2 separate regions of the Mus musculus genome follow, and region 2 is linked to region 1. The links are chromatin contacts, called in public HiCAR-type maps. All regions are on one chromosome and are shown on one strand. Each heading gives the region's core, a stretch centred on a gene start, on an enhancer-like site or on the middle of the called end of the contact. The rest is flanking DNA. Distances are from core to core; before and after follow the strand shown.

Region 1 (7,370 bases), core at 3,513-6,012:
AGGATTAGTAAGTTGTGTGGAGTCTTAAGGCAAGAAGGGTCCTGTGCTGGAAAGCCTGTAGGAGGCTGGTCTGCTAGAGGAGAGTTGGTGAGGGAGCAAACGGTCAAGAAGAGAAAGTGCACCACAGACTTTTGAAGCTTTAAGGGTTTGACTCCGTGGTGATTTGGAAACCACTGCAGGACTGGGAAGCATGAGATAGTCTGACTTGCACTTGGCTGTGTTGTGGAAGATGCATGGACAGGAAGGAGGGAGACTGGTTAGATGACTGGCAGAAATCCAGGTGAGAGGCTCAGGTGAGGGTAGCCAAGGTAGAGGTCAATGAAAAAACGTGATTGTAGTTGCAAGATCACCCACAGCTATTAGCCCTGAGCTTGATCTATAATGAGCATGTTAGTCAGAGGGGTGCAGGTCTGCAAGACACAATGACGACGACCCCCAAGAGAAAGAGCTTCAGTGTGAAACTGAGCTTTCTTCCTGGGACCAACACTTGCTCCTTCATGGCCGCCGGGGACCAGCCATCTAATCTCAGAGCCTTAGTTTGCCCCTCCATAAAGTGTAACTGGTACTGTCCCTCATGCTGTAACAAAGACAGCTCTTGACTGGTATGTGTGCAAGCACTGTCCTGTAGACGCTCCCTGCCTGGTCTACCTTTGCCATCTTGCTCTGGTATGAAGCACACAGCAGAGAGAAGCACCAGGTCAGGAGATGGACACCAGCAAAGGTCAGGAATGTGGGGAAGGACAGCAACAAAAAGAGGGGGGTGCTCCCTGCTGATATCATCCTGAGATTTCCCCTTCCTATGGCAGTATACCCTGAGGACCATCGTATATCTGAGTGAGTAGACCAGAATACGCTGCCCCAGTAAATAGAGCCACTTCCTATGTGTCTGGGCAGGGCATCAGGCCCAGCATCTTCTTTGGGAAAGGGGCACTACCAACTCCTAGGTCATCCTGATGGTTCCTGGCTAGTGGACACCCTCCTATCCAAAGCCCAACGTCTGAAGCACCTTTGTTGAACTCACTAGACACCTGGACTAGCCCTGCTCCATACACTATGGCTACTGGCTGTAAATGGACTGCTGTGTATGCAGATGGAGCCAGGCCAAGCCAAGAACAGATGGTCACCTCCTCATTCCAGAGTCTACTGCAGGCAGCTGAGCCTATTGGCTTGTTTGTAGTTCCCCAGAACATACTCAGGGGTCCTAAACCTACAACCCCAGTTCTCCTTGGGGCCTGATTCTCTTGAACTCAGGAGACCCTAGATCTGCACAGAAGTAGCTCTGGGCAGAGATATGAGTAAGACTGTACCCAGTACTTCCCCTCAGGAAACTGGCAAGAGTTGGCAATGTTATGTGGCTTCAGAATGTGGCATGTGATAAGGCACATAGGACCCTATGGAGTGAGGTTAGGGGACACAGGATGGGGACACAGAGCATCATAGAATCATGAGGCCTCCTAGAGGAGAGGATAAGTGGAAAGTGAAGGTGGACTTGACCGCAGTGGGGTGTTAACTAAAGCCATCCTTTATGCAGAAATCTCAACTGAGGCATAGGATGAACAAGAAATCTGGAAGAGCACACCCACTAAAAACAGGGATTGGCACCTTTGGGGCCTCTCAGAGCTCCCCCTGCAGTAGATCATTCATAGCAGGTATGCCTATAACCCCAATATTCCTGATGCCAAGACAAAAAGATCACATACTCCAGGAAAACCTGGGCTAAGTGTAGGTAGCCTGGGCTACAGAGAAAAAAAAAAAAGAAAGATGTAGGAAGAGGGAAAAAAGAAAAAGTGAAGAAGAAAATAGTTAAACTACAAAAAATAAGGAAGTTGAGCACAGCTTTGGGAGGAAATATAAGAGCGTACCCTCCCCCTCCCCCTGCCTAGTACTCCTCACCATAGCACTGATCCTTCAAGTATATAAGTCTGTCCATGCCGCAACTTAACAGAAGCACCCCGCTTTTAGGTTTGGCCCTCTGAGAAAGGAGCTGATGCAATGTTGAGCCCACAGTTCAATGCCAGCAGCGGCTACTTTCATTTCAGTGAATGTGGGCTTTCTGAGACAGCTATTATTAACACCAGCACCAGATATGACTGGGGGTCCCAATAGTTACCCCTAGAGTAGTTTGGGTCAGACAGGGTAAGTTGAGATGCAAATAATGGGAGAAGGAAGAAAGAAAAAAAAACCTACAGCTGCTGGCATCCACTGAGTCGAGCCGTGTAAAGGACTGGTTACGTAACCATTGTGTCATAGGGTCTGCACTGAGAGTGGGCCGAGCTAGGGCAGCCTGGCACCACTGTCCTCACAGGCTGGGTAATCAAGACAGGCTTCTGGGAAGAGGGTCACCAGAGTTAGGCCTGAGCAGTGCAGAGGTTGTAGGTTGTGATACTTTGAGGGAAGAACACAGTCTGAGGTCCTTCTTATTCACACCCCTTCCATAGGCCAGGGCAGCTCAGGGGAACTTATGCAGTATGTCAGGGCAGGGCCCTAAGGGTCATGAGATGAGACACTCTGCTTTCAATGGTGTGGCAGCTCTGCTGGGCTAAAGACAAAGGTCCCAGAGAACCAATTGTCTTATCAAGGTTGATGGAACCATAGTGGCTTTAGTGGAGCACACGCCAGAAAATAAAGCAAGATGATGCTGAGGCTAAGGCTAGCCGAGGGTTTATCACTTAAAGAAAGGGAGGGAGGGAGGGAGAGGAAGGGATAGAGGGAAAGGGGGTGGGAGAGAGAGGGAGGGAGGGAGGGAGGGAGGAAGGAAGGAAGGAAGGAAGGAAGGAAGGAAGGAAGAAAGGAAGAAAGGAAGAAAGAAAGGAAATAGTGATAAATTTAAAAATTAAAAGAAACCCTTAAAAATGGCCAAAGAAGACCCTGTCTGAGTCTTCTTTCTGAGCTTTGGGTCTTGTTTATTCAAGTCCCCTTGTCCCAGGCATGAATGGATGTTCCTGGTCTCTTTGTGTGTCAGCACCAGGTTGACAAGAGTAGATGTCTACCTAGTCTCTGCTTCCCCTGTCTCCCAGAGATGCTATAAAAGTCTAGCGAGGCAGTGGAGGCTTCAGAAACCTGGAAAGTGGGGGACAGCCCTCATTTCTCAGCTCCTTGTCTGGAGCCCTGGGTCAGAAAGATGATCACAGTGAAGGCCACTTCTGCCCCAAGTCAGACACAGGGAAATCCACAGACACAGGGAAATCCAGAAGGAAGACCCTGAGGACACATGATGCTGGTCTACATGAGGCCAGCAGCCCTGGGCTGCCCAGTGGGGTCCAAATGGCAGCCGAGAAGCCAAGTATCCCTGCTTGGTTAATCTAAAAATAAACAGAAAGGCAACAAAAATCTATGTTTCAATTACTGCACACAAGCTGTTCAAACAGCCAGCTCCGCACTAGAGATGTGAACTTGTCAACGGAGGCTGCCTCGTTTGCATGCTTCGGTGGTGATAGAGCTCAACCTCGCAACAGGCTGCCCTCTGCTCTTGGCCGCTGCATTTTTTTAAATTTAATTAAAAACATGGGCATAGAGTGGAGACAAGGAAAAATCGTAGGCAAGTATACCTGGGTGATGGCTTCTAGGCAAAGACAAAGAAGACTGTGTGGTCTGAGAAAAGCTTGCTGCTGGTGTGGAGATCAGCTTCAGGGTGGAGAACACACAGTGGCCAGGACAAAGGGCACAAATCACTCCTATGTGGCCCCAAGCTCTTTTCCCTTGAAACTCACTGTAGACACTGAGGAAGCCTGGGTCTTGGGTTCTGAAAGCCAACGTGCTGGTCACTGAGCAAATGGGAGTCACTCTCTGTTCAGGAGAGAGATCTTATCAGGGTCCACGAGTGACAGGCAAAGCCAGGGCTTCTGTTCCCAGCCACACTATCTGTGTTCACTCACATGCAGCCCTAAGGAAGACAGTCTCCTCTCCAGAGTGTAAGGACCCCAGCTCAGTTGCCTAGGACTGGCTTAGGCCAGCTGCTACCTCCCCATAGCCATAAAGGTTTTCTGTCTTCCATCTTCGCGGTGTTTCTAAGTAGCAGTATCCGTCTGCAGACAGGAACCAGTCAGATCCTGCTCTTACCTGCCCCTCAGTATCTTTCGGTGAGCCAAATGTGATGGGAAAGAAAGAGAGCAGTGTCTCCCAGGGATTTGGCCAGGAAAGGGCAGTATATAGTCTCACCTGGAGCATGCATGGGGATTTGAATGGGAGGGAAAGGGTATGAGGTCCCAACTCACGGAAGAGAAAACCACATTCGCCAGGAAGGATTTGTGTGAGCAAGATATCTCCACCCCAGGTGGAGAGGAGAGAGGAGAGAGAGGAGCCTAGAAAACCAGGCACATGCACTTAACTCGGGTAAAGGTTCCACAAATCCTGCGTGCCGAAGGAGCTGTCGGTTCCACATTCTCTCTGGACAGGGATTTTAATGTCCCCAGCCCTCGAGCAATTCTGTAGCCATCAGCCCAGACGCTAGTTACTTGGTGAAATAAAAGAGCAGTCGAGTCTTTCCCAAGGAAGATAATATCCTGTCATAGGCAGTATGATCTGCCGGCCATGTGACGGCTGCTCCCTAATGTTTCCAAATAGACTTTTGAATAGACTCTTGTCTAGAAGAAAGCAAATTGCAAGAGCATTTTTGGCAGCCAAATAGAGCACACGCATCAGTCTTTTTTCTCTGCAACTGGCTGCTGGGTCTGGTTCCAGGCACCGAGTAGGATCCATTCATCAGCCTGGGTCACTGATGGACATCATTTCCTGTGGAGCGCTAGCATGTTGAATTAGTCAATTCTCCAAGATCCCGAATAATCAGGCCTGCCTGAGAGGCAGCCAGGAGCAAGTGGGAGGGTCTACCCAGAGAAGAGAACTAACTGCAGAATTCTGCTCCAAAGACCTCTATCGGGGCTTTGCAAGACTGTGGGGAAAACAGGGCTCCAATTTCAGGGCTTCCATCCTCTGCAGAGCCAAGAACATGAATAAGAAGGGGAGCCAAGATGGCTATTCCTAATGAGAAACTAGTTAATCCTCCCAGACCCGCCATAGCTCCCTCATCGATCCGGTGTCTACAAGCATCTAATTTATCCGCGCCTCCTCTCTTCCCTCAGTTTATGCTGATATTATGTTGCTAACTGTCATTTCCAATATCTTTTTTATTTTTCATTATCACCATTATAATGATTTACACCAGAAGCGATAGCACAAATGCCTAGTCAATTAGTCCCGTGAGAAAAGTCTCTGAATCATGTATGCTTTTTGGGGGGGAAAAATCACTACTACATCAAAACCCACAGCCAGAATCTCTCAAACCAAAGGCACACACAGGAAGGGAGGGACGGAGAAAGAACGTTCTTTCAGTACCGCTCATCTGAAGCCGGCACTGGGTACAGCCTCTCCCAAAAGGAGGTTGCTTTTTGTTTGGTTGGTTGGTTTGCAGGGAAAAAAAAGAAGGAAGGAAGGAAGGAAGGAAGGAAGGAAGGAAGGAAGGAAGGAAGGAAGGAAGGAAGGAAGGAAGGAAGGAAAGAAAGAAAGAAAGAAAGAAAGAAAGAAAGAAAGAAAGAAAGAAAGAAAGAAAGAAAGAAAGAAAGGAAGAAATTGGGCCCAGGAAAAGGAATTTGTGGCATTTTCCCCTCAAACCTATTATCTGAAAAGCATTTTGGACATTTGTCATTTTAGGTCATATATTAAGCCCTGTAATTATGGAATTTGGATTTTCTCAAAAGTAGCTCTGCTCTCCCCGACACCACAAGGCCATTGAGAGTACTGAAAGCCTAGGCCTAGGGCTGAATCCTGGCCAGCTAACCCGAAAGATTCATAGGCTGCTGTGTTCTACCTCCAACCTGTTAAAACATACAATCCTGAGAAGCACTGCTGGTGAGCTCTGAGATGCTGTTTCTTTACTCTTTCTGTTTTGTTTGGTTTTTGAGACAAGATTTCTCTGTATAGCCCTGGCTGTCCTGAAACTCAACCTGTAGACCAGGCTGGCCTCAAACTCACAGGAGCTTCTGCCTCCTGAGTGCTGGATTTAGGATTCAACATGCTAGTGCTCCACAGGAAATGATGTCCATCAGTGACCCAGGCTGATGAATGGATCCTACTCGGTGCCTGGAACCAGACCCAGCAGCCAGTTGCAGAGAAAAAAGACTGATGCGTGTGCTCTATTTGGCTGCCAAAAATGCTCTTGCAATTTGCTTTCTTCTAGACAACCACCACCATCCAGCTGATGCTGTGTTCTAACAGGCATCCCAGTGATGGGCAGCTGCTGGCCCACTAACAGGTTCTCTGAAAGAGGACTGAGGCCTTGTCTCCAGCCATCAGCTTCCCCCTCTTCCAAACTTACAAAATTCTAAGGTGAATGCTACTGTACCTCCACCATTGGGAGGCTGTGAAGAAAATGTGGTGGCTTTGAAAGTAGCTTGTGTTGGGTGGGGCAGTTTTTATAAGTCCCCCGGGTGCATGCAGAGGACAATGCAAATGCACTGTGCTTTGTCACAAGTGCTAGGACCCATTGGATCACCAGGTCTTTCCTTCTGCATACCTGAGATCTATGTAGCCTTTAACCAGGTTTATGTGTACTTAGCACAAAAGGAAGAAAGTGGGAACAGTCAGAATGGGCTTCTGAAGATGATGGCCACTTTTGCGGCCAGGGTAACTGACATCCTGGAGATTTCTGGGGTACACATCCAATCACATCAAGTTGTATACATTGAGTATCTGTATCTCCTTCTATGTCAGCCATATCTCATAGTAATGTAAAAGAATAATGCCCTTTAAAGGGGGGGGGTCACAGATGTGGTTCCTAAGACCAGGCTAATGTCACAGTAACCCGATGGGCATTTAACACAGGGCTCCCCTCCTACTTGTTGGAGCCTGTCTCATCTACCACCTGCTACTAAGAAAGCTCTCAGTTCTCAGATGGACTGGGGTCAGGAGGATGCTGTAGGATTAGCTGGCATTGGAGAACAGGCTCTACTCATCTTTAAATAACAAAGGCAATGCTCTGGAACTCTCTGTTACGGAGATTCATGCCACCTGGGGTCCAGGAGTAGACACAGAGGTCACAGGTCATGGCTCTGGTTTCTAATTGGATTTGTAGAATCCCTCTGCCCCCCAAACTCAGAGGCCTAAGGGAGGCTGCTTAGCTAGGTCCAGACCCTGTAGCCTAGAGTAGGGTTTGCTGGAAACTCCTGGATGCTAAGCCTCAGGGAAACGGTGAGTCATTCCAGCCTGGTACCAGGCTAACCATTCTCCAGATGGGCTCTTAGTGGGTGAGGCCTTGAGGCAGGGTCACATAGGCCCCTCTTAACTGGGCAAGGCATGGGGAAAGAAAAACCTCTTTCAGAAGAGAAGTTACATATGACAGCAATATTATGTATGGTTTATCTTTAGCTTATCAGAAC
Region 2 (7,370 bases), core at 2,599-5,098, 130 kb before region 1:
TAGTATATTTCTTTTGTGACTGAAGTTTCTTTTGGCAAGGCTAGGCTTTCTTTTTCTTTTCTTTTCTTTTCTTTTCTTTTCTCTTCTTTTCTTTTCTTTTCTCTTTTTTCTTTGTGGTTTTTCAAGACAGGATATTTCTGTGTAGCCCTGGCTGTCCCAGAACTCACTCAGTAGACCATGCTGGCCTCAAACCCAGAGATCTGCCTGCCTCTGCCTCCCAAGTGCTGGGATTAAAGTTGTGTGCCACCACCGCCTGTTAGATGACTAGACATTTTCAAGACTCTGAAAAGATGCTGATAATTTCGTTATCCATATTATCTAGCAATCCATAGTATCTAGGAAAGCTGGTATTAACAGTTTTTAAGGATCTATATTTCCTTGAAGGTTAATGGCCTCTTGTTTTGTCTTGTACACATTTCAGTGTAGTTTCTTTCTGACTCTAGACACAAGCCCTAGAAATGGATTTCCTGGGACATGAATCATAGGTGCTTTTAGGCCTCTCTTATAGTAGATAGCCATGGTGACTCTGATGGGCTGAAAGGGGAACATCTTCAGTAAGTGCTTGGGGTTCTCAACTCTGCTTTGTGAGAGTGGAAAGAACTGACTATAAAGAACCATCTGAGTAGAGAGAACCTACTGATGGCTTCGCTGACTTTCATTTTACCCAGATGTATGCTCACAGCCAGACAAACTTGAATGTGAGAAAAACCAGGCAGACATCCCTTGTTCCTAGAGTTGATCCCTGGTAGATACTCAAAATCGCCAATCACAGCATAAAGGGAGCCAACCCCCTTGAAGGGAGCAACAGAGAAGGGATGGCTAGGAATGTGACTGTACTATCAAAAGCGCTTCGTTCCCAGCCTCTTTCCCAGGCTCACTTGGTACTGTCACCTTCTCCACATTAAGATCTCCTCTCTCAAGAGGAGAAAGCGAGTTTCTCCTACCCTGCTTCTCCCTGGCATATGGCTTTAGGTGGGGGTGGGATCTCCCCACATCCCACACAGACGGCTCTCGAATGTTCTGATCATGTGCATTTCCTCTGTTGGACGAACAACTCATCTTCTCCTCTTTGCTTTCTATGCCAGTTTGGGAAGGTTATTTTTCTCCCACTTGAAAATCTTCCTCGGAAGGAATGTGTTGCCGTCAGCAATGCCTCTGTGTTGTAACTATCTCCTATGAAGCCAGACTGCAAGGCAGCATGTCGTCCCTCAATAGAAACCCAAACCCATTATTTCAAGCTTCAACAAATATCCGAGTGCCTTCTGGGTGCCCAACATTGTGTGCGGTACTAGAACTGGACAAATAACACAAGGAGAGCTGGTCCTTTTGCTCAAGGGTAGTGGTTCTCAACCTGTGGGTTGCAAAATACCTATTTACAGTGGTTGCCTAAGACCATTGGAAAACACAGATATTTACGTTACAATTCAGAACAATAGCAAAATTACAGTAGTGAAGTAGCAACAAAAATAATTTTATGGCTGGGGGGGGGGGATGTCACCCACCACAACATGAGGAACTATAGTAAAGGGTCGCAGCATTAGGAAGGTGGAGAAGCACTCCCCTAGGGCCTTAGAGTCTGCTGGGAAACATGTTTATCAGGTAGTGCTGTCAGCATTGGCACCAGGAAGGAAGGAAGGTGCGCTGTGCTGTTCCAGGGAGCCTTGCCTTGTCTCAGACTCGGAGAGTGGGTGGCGACTGCGCTGAGACTTAAAGAGCTGCTAACCTTGACTTAGCTGTTACGGCTCAGTTTGAAAGGGCGGATGTGCTGGAGCAGTTGCTTCTCCACCTTCCTAACGCTGTGACTCTTTACTATGATTCCTCACATTGTGGTGGGTGACATCCCCCCAACCATGAATTATTTTGTTGCTACTTCATTACTATAAATCTGCTAATGTTAGGAATCATAATTAAATATCTGATATACAGAATATATGATATGTAACCCATTGAAAAGATCATTTGGTTCCAAAGGAGTTGTGCCCCACCCGTTGAGAGCTCCGTGCTAGAGGTAGGATAGGGATAGTGGACTAAACAAGGGGCCCACGTATGGGAGAGACTGTGAGACTTTTAAGCAAAGGAGAGACAGCCACTGATGCTAGGCTGAGAAAGCAAGGAATTAAGATGACAGGGACTGTGGAGCAGAGAGACGCCATTGTGGAGTCTTGCTGGCCACCTAAAACAGGATCTGTCTTTTTTTTTTTTTTTTTCTGAGACAGGGTTTCTCTGTGTAACCTTGGTTGTCTTGGAACTTACTCTGTAGACCAGGCCGGCCTTGAACTCAGAAATCCGCCTGCCTCTGCCTCCCAAGTGCTGGGATTAAAGGCGTATGTCACCAATGCCCAGCAGGATCTGCCTTAATTGTAGGGATGCGGACTGGTTTTGTTGGCTTTTAAGAGTGTGTCGCTTTTGGCAGGTAAGATGGCTCAGTGGTAAAGGCATCTGTCTCTAATAGACCTGGCGACCTGAGTTCAATCTCTGGGTCCCACATGGTGCAAGGAGAGAAATAAGTGTTTCCTAAGGAGAGCGCTAAGAGAGCCCTAAGATTCATCACGAGCAGTCAGATCTCTAAGTCTGACTCACTTAGAGGGAACAGGGTCAGTGACATACATTTGGATAGATCACGCATACAGTTTTGGGGTGGGGCAGACATGCTAATGGCCCCCGGTCCACCAGTGACTGGCCACTCTCTAATTTTCAGAGGTGATGCCTTCCTGGGTGTGGAAGAGGAAATTTCCTGTGTACCATTACCAGGTGTTGCTACAACAAAGCTTACGATAACACAGGAGGCACCGTAGCTAAGGAATCCTGGCTACAACTCTCCGTCACTTTCCAGACTCCCAAGTCCTCTCTTGAAGGATACTCCTGGGAAGCCAGGCAACCTCTCTTTCTCTTCCTCTCCTCTGTCCTAAGTTCACCCTCTCCCAGGACCCAGTCCAGAACCAAGAACTTTAAAATGTATTGACTATATTTAAATATATTCAAAATGTATCATGTTACCTAGGCCAAGAAGACAATTAACTTTTCTTAAATTTGTGATCACTTATATATTGGACATTCAATAAATACTCATTAAACAAATCTGACTGGATTAGAATATTAATGTGACAAATACTGAAAAGAAAGGATATCCAAAATCCTTGTGGGGCCAGGTGAGGAAGTAACCACTCAGCTGAACCGGAGATAGCTAAGGATGCGTGTGACTGAGAAGGCAGGAGATGATAGCTAAGGATGTGTGTGACTGAGAAGGCAGGAGATGGTAGCTAAGGATGTGTGTGACTGAGAAGGACCCAGGGCTTAGGGTGGGGTCATGTGAGGGCAGAAGAAGCAGGGTACTCAGGAAACATGAAACAGTGTCTGTGGCTGGGCTGTATCATGTCAAGAAGAGAAGCAGTGGTCCAGGTAACCATCCATGGAGAAGATAGAGGGGTGTAAGGTATGGTGTCTAAGCAGCCAAGGTGACCGGCGCAGTTAAAGCAAGGCCTCAAGAAGAGCGCTGTGGCGCTGCCCGATTTCCCTCTGTTACATATGCCAGAAGAGTTTGCTCTGCCTCATCCCTTCCTGCTGTCAAGAGATGAAACAAGACAAAAATATCCTTGTTCTCCCTGCACTGGGGCATGAAGGCTTGGGCTAGGATTTTAATAGATACTGATAACATCTGATGTCACTGTCCCCAGATGTGAAAGTGGCAGCTCCCAAGTGGCAGCAATGTTGAGTGATTGACTCTGAGGGTCTCCCAGGGCTCTTTTGGCAAAGTGCAGATAGATTCTAGGCTGAGTCACTTAGGCTAGTGCACAGGCCCAGTCTAGTAACCAAAAAACTTGGGAGGGGCCAAAATTTTAGTCATGGATATTTTCTGATTCACGTTGACATTGTCGTGACCTTCAGTTCCTTTAGAGTCCTTAGGAAACATCACGGGGCTCTGACCTAAGACAATTAGAGCTGGCCATCCTCCAGCACTCTGAATGCCACAGGGCCTGGCAAGGGCTGTTGAGTGGCCATGTCGTGCCTGGTTCTGGTCAGAGACTGTCAGTGATGGGGGAATTTTAGAGTTAATGCAAACAAGTCCACGCCGTTGTTCTGAATCCATGTCCCTAGAGAGCTGATGCATCCTGGACCACAGAGAAGGACAGCAGTAGGAGGCTGCTAACTGATGCTGACATGGGTCAGTGTTGCTTTATGGGTCATTCTCCAAAGCTGGAAAGAGGCAAGAGGATTTCTTTCTTGAAAGAAAGAACCAGAATTCTTAGATATAGAGTAGAGCTATAAGAATCAGGGATACTGAACAACACTGTAGACAAGATGCATCTTGGAAAGTTTCCCAAACACCTGGGCTTGCCTGGACAAAAAGCATTTCCCAGTTCCTTTAAAATGTGAATCATCCTGCATTCATCAGAAGGAAAGAAGGAAGAAGGTGCTAGCATCAAGCCAAGGCAGGGGGTCAATTATCAGTGCTGTACCGAGTTCCCTGCCAGGCCTGCCAGGCTGGCCCACACAAGGTCCTGAGGATCACTTGTCTCTCTTCAGGTAGCTTGCAACCCAGGTATCCATTCACAAATGGGAAAATGGCCTGTGTTGGGCCTGTCATGGGAGATGGCAGGTTTGGGCTGGCCCAGGTACCCTTTTCTCTCTCCTTCTGACTGATTGTCTGTTTCTAAGTCACCTTTAAATGTTGAAAACCACTGCTTGTCACCTTGCCAAGTTCCCATGCTCTTACTTAAAAGTGAATTCACACACTGGATGTTTTTGACATTTGAAGATTACTTGCTTCTTTGGGCAATTTTCTTGTTTGCCATCAGGAAGACGCCTGTAGTTCTCTATACATTTGGGGGAAAGGTGAGGTGCAGGATGCGTGGAAGAAACTGGTAGGAGTAGGAAGGGGTCAGGACAAGTGATCTGTGGATGGTACGTTAGGTGTAAGATTCTTGCTAATACAAGGGTTACAGTGACTTGATGTCGTGTCATCTATAGAGTCATGCTGGCATTGGGTTAGCCACATAAAGCTCATCTCTCTGAAGAATCTAACCATGGGATGGGTCCATGGATGGAGAAGCAGTAAAGGGATGGGTACCAGGCCTGCTGGTTCTACTCTAACAATGCCCCGATGCTGTGTGACCATAGTTCTCTAGGGCAAAGAGCTTGTTATTCCAGACCCATCACCATGGTTGCTGGGCTATTATCCTCTCTGCTATTCTGAGCTGAGATGACGTTAATTAAGAACTATGGCTGGAGAATTGAGCAGTGCATAAAGCACTTACCACACAAGCACAAATGTCAAGTTTAAGTCTCCAGAACCCACATGATCTGGACTGAATATCACATGTCTGTGATCACAGTACGTCTACAGCAACTTGGGAGAAGGCCACTGAAGAATCTCTGCGTGCTCCCTGGCCAGCTAGCCTGGTGTATGTAGCTGTAAACAGCAAAAAGACTCTGCCTCACACCAAGGTACAAGGCGAGGACCAACACCTGAGGTTATCTTCTGACATTTACCCGTGTGCCTTGGCAAGACACTTGAAAGAATCCACTCACACGTGAAGGAAGATCCCTCTTTCTGTCCTTCTCTAGATCTAGACCCAGGGGGAGACAGAGGAAGAATGACGTGGATCCCAACTTTTATTTAAGACCCCAGAGCAACTCGTGACACAGGGGTGAAAACCCCGGCTTCCTGGCAAGGTAGTTTTATCCCAAAATGTCATGTGTTCCTCCTCCTCCTCCTCCTCCTCCTCCTCCTCCTCCTCCTCCTCTTCCTCCTCCTCCTCTTCCTCCTCCTCTTCCTCTTCCTCCTCCACCTCCTCCTCTTCCTCCTCCTCCTCCTCCTCCTCCTCCTCCTCCTCCTCAATTCCCTGTTTATGTCTTGCATTTCTTTCTACAAAATGCAGTGTTGACTTGGTATTGGAGGCCCTTATTTTGTTCCTGGCTCCATCCCCCCCCCCCTGGAGCTGATCTTCTCCCTCGTGGGTTCAGTGGGACAAGGTGCTCTGCTACGACACGGTGTGGTGGCATCAGGCTAAGAGATGGTAAACTGAGGCTGATTTTGCTCAAAAGTAAGATCATTTCACTCGACAAACGGCGTGAGAAGAGACTGCTCTTCTTGAAGATGACTGTAAACCTCATGCCTGGACTCCTCAGCACTCCTAGCTTTGTTGTTCTCGGATGGAGTCCACTCCATAAAAGGACCGGAAAATAGAACTCTTGAGGACAGGATAAACGATTAGGGATAATTTCATTTTGAAAGAAACAGGCTGAGGAGGGACCTAATTGTCTTTGAAGGATCCTCCTGCAGAAGACAGAGATGGGTTGTTCTCCATCCCACCAAGACAGAAGGCAAAGTGGATCTCAAATGGATGGGCAGAGCCTCCAGTCTCTTTCATGGAGAGCTTGGGAAGACTGCATAGATGAGGTGGCTGGTATTTTATTGGAATGAAAACAATTTAAAGCAAGGAATTTGTACAGAGGGGAAGACTGGGATACCTCAGGAGCTAGAGAGAACATCAGGGGCAGAGGCAGTGGATATGGTGAGGACTGTGAGTACTGATGAAAAATGTGTTTGTGCTGACTGCCCTACAAAGAATGGAAACCCCCTCAGATAAAGGATAGGGCAGGAGGCAGGGCTTGCAGGGGAATACCTAGGGCTGCAGTGGCCAGCTGAAGCCTCTACCATAGGCATGCAGACACTGTAGTGCTTTACCCGGTATGGTAAATGCTTTGCCCTTGGTCTGACTTATAAGCCAGATCCTTTTGGGGAGGCAGACTAGGACTGCCCCAAACTACAGAACCTGGCCCGTCTCAGATGGGTCTGCAGCCAAAGGAGAAACATGCAGACACAGCAGTTTCCATAAAACTAAGTGCACTCCACTTGAAGTGCTGGCCTTTGTTCTGACTGTGGCCCATCAGTCAGGACTCTTTGTTGCAAGCAACAGAAATGGATTCTAGCTAACTGAAGCAGAAAGGAGAATTAAAAGGACATTAGGCAGTCCAGAGTCTTGAGGGAGGCAAAGCACCAGGCTCACTGGCCGCGTGGCCAAGAATGACTGACACCCATTCCACCCAGATCTGGCCCTCCCCCAATCTACCAGCATGTTCCAGCAGCACACTAGTCCCAGATAGTGGGTGCTACTACCGCTATCATGACACACAGTTCACACTCCTTTGCATCATTGACATTGGATGTATGCCTGTATGTGTCAAGTTGGTGGAAGAGGGGAAGCAAGCCGACTTACTGCTTACAAGTCTGAGTGTGCACGTGTTCTTTCTCTTATTAAGATGGCTAGCTGTCTAATTAGTCCAGGATTGTTACCTTGCAAAACTTAATGCAGATGACCTATTAATGCGCCCCTAGATGGTTTAAGAGTCTGGTGGCCCATGAGACC

Evidence for each region. HiCAR-type assays count read pairs that join an accessible place to other places.
Region 2: a contact with region 1 is called in a HiCAR-type map of fibro-adipogenic progenitors, with 2.2 times the contacts expected there. The contact joins two enhancer-like sites. A contact is called at or near these places in 2 of 484 Hi-C or Micro-C datasets (the HL-1 cell line and nephron progenitors) and 2 of 115 datasets of contacts at active chromatin or transcription factors (embryonic stem cells and fibro-adipogenic progenitors).

Annotation. Positions count from the first base shown.
Region 1 is chr12:5,217,528-5,224,897 of GRCm38.p6, reverse strand. All of the region lies in intron 2 of Klhl29 (kelch-like 29), which reads left to right. Among named protein-coding and RNA genes, the nearest start is that of Gm51980, 61 kb to the left of the region's middle. Within about 2 kb of position 4,762, at least 19 of the 459 cell types and tissues checked have an H3K27ac peak or open chromatin away from gene starts, as enhancers often do. A contact at or near this core is called in fibro-adipogenic progenitors, where this site is marked.
Region 2 is chr12:5,347,264-5,354,633 of GRCm38.p6, reverse strand. The region is part of intron 1 of Klhl29 (kelch-like 29); the gene reads left to right. Among named protein-coding and RNA genes, the nearest start is that of Klhl29, 25 kb to the left of the region's middle. Within about 2 kb of position 3,848, at least 27 of the 459 cell types and tissues checked have an H3K27ac peak or open chromatin away from gene starts, as enhancers often do. A contact at or near this core is called in fibro-adipogenic progenitors, where this site is marked.